Regions from separate parts of the Xenopus tropicalis genome. Here region 1 is linked to region 2. The links are chromatin contacts, called in public Hi-C maps. All regions are on one chromosome and are shown on one strand. The core of a region is the stretch at or near the end of the contact, and the rest is flanking DNA. Distances in the headings are between cores, read along the strand shown. Region 1 holds the start of dgka (diacylglycerol kinase alpha). Region 2 holds the start of ikzf4 (zinc finger protein Eos).

Region 1 (2,700 bases), core at 84-2,583, 200 kb after region 2:
TATCGGCACAGACATAGACTGTTGGTTCCTTACTGGGCAAACAGAAGGCACCACAAGACAGTCACACGCAGTAGTACAGCAGGATGCGCCTGGCAGCCGCACGGTCTGGCACACACACACACACAAGAGATGATTTACCGTCCCATAAGCACCAAGAGAACTGGCCAAATGGGCACCGAGCCCCCACCCACCCCCAATGACAGAGCGGCTAGACCTGCGCACATACCGTACCCCTTACCTGTTCCACAAGCTCCGGCACGGACACTTCTCAGCCCTCTCTGCCGTCCGTCTTCTGCAGACAGGATGTGACAACAAAAGAAAAGAAAGTTAAAAAGCCTGAGAGGAGAAACTGCTGAGTGGGCGGCGGAGGAGAAGAAGAAGAAAGTAGAGAAATAATGCGTTGGCCCGAGCCAGGAAGTGGAAGTTTTAGCCCCGCGTTAGTGACATTGCTGCGCGGCTGCCCGGCTGCTAGGACTCCGCTAATCACACCCTCTGGGCAAGCCTCTCCCCCGCATTCCCTGACAGCAGGGGCTCGCCGCTGGGATGCCTAGGGAATCCCGTCCTACCTTTCGTGTCTGATCTTTGTACTCACAGGAAGGAGGCAGCCGCTCCCCGCTCCATTCACTCGCTCCTACAGCCTATTATATGGCGGCTCCAGCCCTGCTCTCTCCTTGCCTGGTAACTGCTGCCCACTCACTGCCAGGGGAGGGAGGGAGATTCCTCTACCAGGCGGGTAGCACCCACAGGGCGCCAACAACTACCAAGTATCTTTGGGGCAAATGACTGCACAGATGGCGCCAAGCAGATGATAGAAAAGCAGCCAGTACAGTATTGGATTTGTTTTCTTACCTAAGTAAAAGTTCTTGCATGTCTCAAGCGGGGCCCTCCAGCTGGAGGCATGGCGCCAAATGTGGCCCTACAGAAGACATTTTTGCCACCCTCCCACAATACTCAGGAATTCCACTAGCCTCTTTGGGGTGATATCATTTCATTACAGTCTAGCCCCAAACACGTAGTGGATGAAATGCTGCCTTCAACAATTAGATGGGATGCAGGCTGTCAGGGCAAGGGCTGTATCACTTAGCTAGCCCACTTGGCACCTGGACCCACTAAGTAGGGTCCCACTAAAAAAATGCTCTCATGGTCACATCCCTGAACTGGGTGTTTTTCAAGACAGCTGGGTCACTGGAGGTTTTGACCAAACTAGCTAATAAATCACCTGAAAGGGCTGGTTCTTGCTGGTAGATATGTGAATCCCTCCCTTCCCTGAATTGTTCTGCTGCCTGATCATCTCTTTTAACTGCTTAGTTTCTGCTCTCCATGACAGACCCTCCTCTGCCCTCACCCCTGCCTACATGTTTTGCCACCCCATGAAGCCATCACACTGCCCTCAGTGACATCACCGCCTTAACCCCCACCCACAGGCTGGTATTATATTGTAAAAAAAAGGTAGTAACCCTTCCCTCATACTACCCCCACACTTGCCTTTCTTGAGCTACTACAGTGGCAAGGAGAGGTCACATCACTAATGCAGAGAAGGCAATTAGGCTGCTGTAGAAGACTTGAATTTCCAGTTTAAAGAAGCAATCATATAAAACTTAAGAATGCACCAGTGAATTATACTCCTCTAGATATAGGATTGTGCTTAAAAAAGTTTCAGACTGATTTATTGAGAAATTCGCCCAAAACCCCACTAGCCCCGCCCATCTGTTCCACTTCCTGCTGGCTGAATTCTCTGGATGTGCAGGGGAGCAGGGCTCTCAATACACTGCACTGTAGGATAGGAACCAATTAGCAGCTAGGCTGACCTGATAGAGAACTGAAGCCTGTCTTTGCTTGTGTGAGTGCAGGGCTGTGATTGGCTATCCCCCTCTTACTATGTTTCTGGCAGGGACACGCCCACCCTTCATTTGAAACAGGGACGGATACCTGAGAGGATCTATAGCAGGGGTAGGGAACCTATGGCTTGGGAGCCAGATGTGGCTCTTTGATGGCTGCATCTGGCTCGCTGCCAAATCTTTAATAAAAAATTAACGGGGGCGTGGCCGGCGCACGGCGGATAGAAGACGTGTTCTAAGCCTTAGAACACGTCTTCTATCCGCCGAGCGCAGGCCATGCCTTCCTCTGCATCGCATCCGGCATCCTTGGCACCCACCCTACCTTGCCCCACAGCATCCGCAGCCAAACATATTGTATGGCTCTCACAGAATTACATTTTAAAATATGTGGTGTTTATGGCTCTCTCAGCCAAAAAGGTTCCCGACCCCTGATCTATAGCTATATATATCTATCTATAGCTCCAATAAAGGGGTAATTTTTGCAGACAGTATTCAATTTTAGCCCAAAGTAAAACCAGCACCATGTATTATTCGTAATTGCCTACAAAATTTGTTTTTTTCCCATTTATCCAATATGTCTCCTTTAAACCCCAGAATTTTGGGACTTAAATGCGGGTAGATATCATTATAGTTACCAAAGAGAAAGAGAGAGTATGTTATCTATTTCAGAATTATTATAAATTTGGCTCACACAGGGTTTTTTACACCCAAATTAACTAGATGCACAGAAAGAGTATTTTGTGTTTATGCGTTAAAATTGAACTTTTATTGATAAATTAAAATTAAATTAAAATAATTGAATACCACATCATAAAATCAGATGGACCAAAGTCAGTTAATTTCCTTCCAGTTGGCAGGTGAT
Region 2 (2,700 bases), core at 106-2,605:
TTAATAAACAAATAATAATAAACAAATAAACAAGCATGCAAAAAGTTCCTGGGGTGTCCAATATGGGCTGTCATTGGTTATTGGTAGCCCATATGTGGACTGGCAGCCTACAAGAGACTCTGGCAGTACACCTGGTTTTTATGCAACCAAAACTTGCTTCCAAGCAAGGAATTCAGAAATAAGCACCTGCTTTGAGGCCACTGGGAGCAACATATTGCCCCCGAGCCACTGGTTGTGGGATCACCCCAGCCAGTTTAAACAAACCAAGCTAACTTGTGCAAGATTCAACACAAGCACCCTCTCTTATTCATAAAAGGGGATGTACACATTTGTATTATGTTCTAGAAGCAGATGTCCCTATTCTAATCAACTTCTCAATTATTGATTTTGTATGTATTAAAAGTGTTTTTATTCTGGCTATTTTCAACCTGCAACTGAAAATGCTGACTCCCAGCAACCAAAAACAGATCTAAGGGTTCAATGACACTGGTATTTGTACTTTTATTCTCTGTTATTGATCTTAAAGTGTGACTTTCAAACTGCTACCAGTATCAGACATCAGCTGAAATTCCAAACCATAAAGTATTAAGAAGAAATGATATTGATATTTTAAAACAAAACATAATGAATGAAGTGTAATTATGAATCGTCTTGGAATATGGGCTTGCAGGATGTTAAGCAGCTGCTGAAATAATGACTCCCAGTAAAGTCGGTGCCACAGACTTCAGATCGCAGCCCTCTCCCCCTCGCTAGCGGAGTGCACCCATTATCTGACCCACAGGGATGCCCCAGGCTCACAGCAAGTAGGGCGACACGTCACGGACAGAAATGCCATGGATACATATGTGGCAATGACCAACAGCTTGCCTGGCTAAGGATGCTGGGATTTACAGTTAAGACGAAAGAGGAGAGCCGCAACTCACTACTGTAAAGGACTGTACCACTAAAGTGTGTGCCAGGTTCTGCTGTTATTATTCACCTTAGTGTAACCCACCCCTGGGGGCCCTAATGTGGCCCCATTGTTTCTCAGGTGAGCACTCTCACCCCCACACGTATCTCACCTTTTGCGGCTCCTCCACAGGGAGCCTCATCCACGCTGTGCAACCCTGCGCCTCTCCCCCCACCCCGACACTCAGTCCCTTTAGCCCACCGCGGGGCCGCGGAATCCGGCGTAGACTTCACCGGAGCTGAACCGGCCCCGGAGACAACTTCCGGGGCAGCTGCCAAGCGACAGGATAACAATGAGAATGTAGAGCGATGAATGCAGCCAGGAAGTGCAATCGAGCTGCTGGTGAATCGAGTACAGCGGTATCAGGCTCCTTCTCTCAAACTGCCTCAAATCATCTCGTATCCAAATCACTGGTCCTGGAGCCCCACAATGCCCCGCGAAATATGCGCCAAACAATCGCAATGTAGGGGCTCATCATGTTATAATAAGTGTAAGCAGAATAGAGCCATGTAGTAGTACCATGTCTGCTCCGTGAGTACAAGGGACTTGGAAACTTACACTACACTCTTTTTCTTGTACCAATTCCTCTTTTAACTTTAACTAGTTACATTTACTGGGCAGTAACCCGTGGCAACCAATCACATTTTCCATTTCATTGTTCTACTTCCATTTTTAACAAAGCTAAAAACTAGTTGCTATAGGTTACTACCCGTGTGCAATATTGCCCCATACTGGTAAATGTAAAGTGCCAAGCCTAGATCAGATACTATTCTAGTGCTCCTAAGGTGGGCATATCGGGAGAAGACCCGCTTGTTTGGCGACCTCGGATCTTAAGGTGGCCACACACGTGGCAATCTGACGATGTTTTGTACGACCATCAGTCGCATGAAACATCGTCAGATCCGTCACACACCGTCAGGGCTGAAACAGCAGATATGGAGGTAGAAACAATAGGATTTCTACCTCCTTATCTGCTGTTTCAGCCCTGAACGGTGTGTGGCGGATCTGACGATGTTTCGTGCGACCAAAGATCGTCAGATCGCCACGTCTGTGGCCACCTTATGTGGCATAGGATAAGGATGTGGGAAGTGTTTTAGCAGTTGCTTGAGAAAAAAAGGGATGTATCTTGGCAATAATATGAAGGAAAAAACAATGATAATGACCATTACAGCATATACCATAATTTGTAAGATAATATAGAAACATCTAATATAAATTAGTGGCAGGCCACAGAAGACCTCAGTACAGCTTTACCTGTAGAGACCCAAGTAGTCGTGGAATCCAAACATGCCCAACGCAGAGGCTGATTTGTAGCTTAGGAGTAAGTGCTGTTGTTTGTCCAGTGAAAGCATTAATAAATAACACTTTTAAATGAATACATACATTGAGAAATAACATTAAATTAATATCTACATTAGCAAATAATAAAGGTGATATAGTAAAATTCACAGAAAAGTTTTTAGTAAATCCAGACTTGGCCACAAGGTGGCTCACCGTGACCAGGCAGACACTCCTAGGTTATTGTAATTATTGCTTTGTCTGGTCAACCACCAGGCCACCCCTTCCTCTTCTATTGTCACTATCTGCTGATCAGCAAGACATTTATTTCCTTCAAATTGTGTGATTCCCATAGTACACTAGCAACTGGACATTTTTTGTTAAATACGTTAAGGAACTGAATTGTTGCCACAGTCATCGTTAATAATTTTTTTTATGTCACTAACTAGTTACAGTTCACTTGCCAGTCCATG

What was found. Hi-C and Micro-C count contacts between places; a contact is called where the count stands out from the background.
Region 1: a Hi-C map of neurula embryo shows a contact between it and region 2, with 1.9 times the contacts expected there. The contact joins the promoter of dgka here to the promoter of ikzf4 in region 2. A contact is called at or near these places in 3 of 5 Hi-C or Micro-C datasets (brain, gastrula embryo and neurula embryo).

The regions. Positions count from the first base shown.
Region 1 is chr2:137,992,572-137,995,271 of UCB_Xtro_10.0, forward strand. It overlaps dgka (diacylglycerol kinase alpha), which reads right to left and starts at 1,334. Exons shown (of 26, transcript XM_012957812.3): 1 at 1,220-1,334; 2 at 239-292.
Region 2 is chr2:137,788,853-137,791,552 of UCB_Xtro_10.0, forward strand. It overlaps ikzf4 (zinc finger protein Eos), which reads right to left and starts at 1,356. Exons shown (of 9, transcript XM_002934532.5): 1 at 1,062-1,356. The coding sequence starts at 1,091.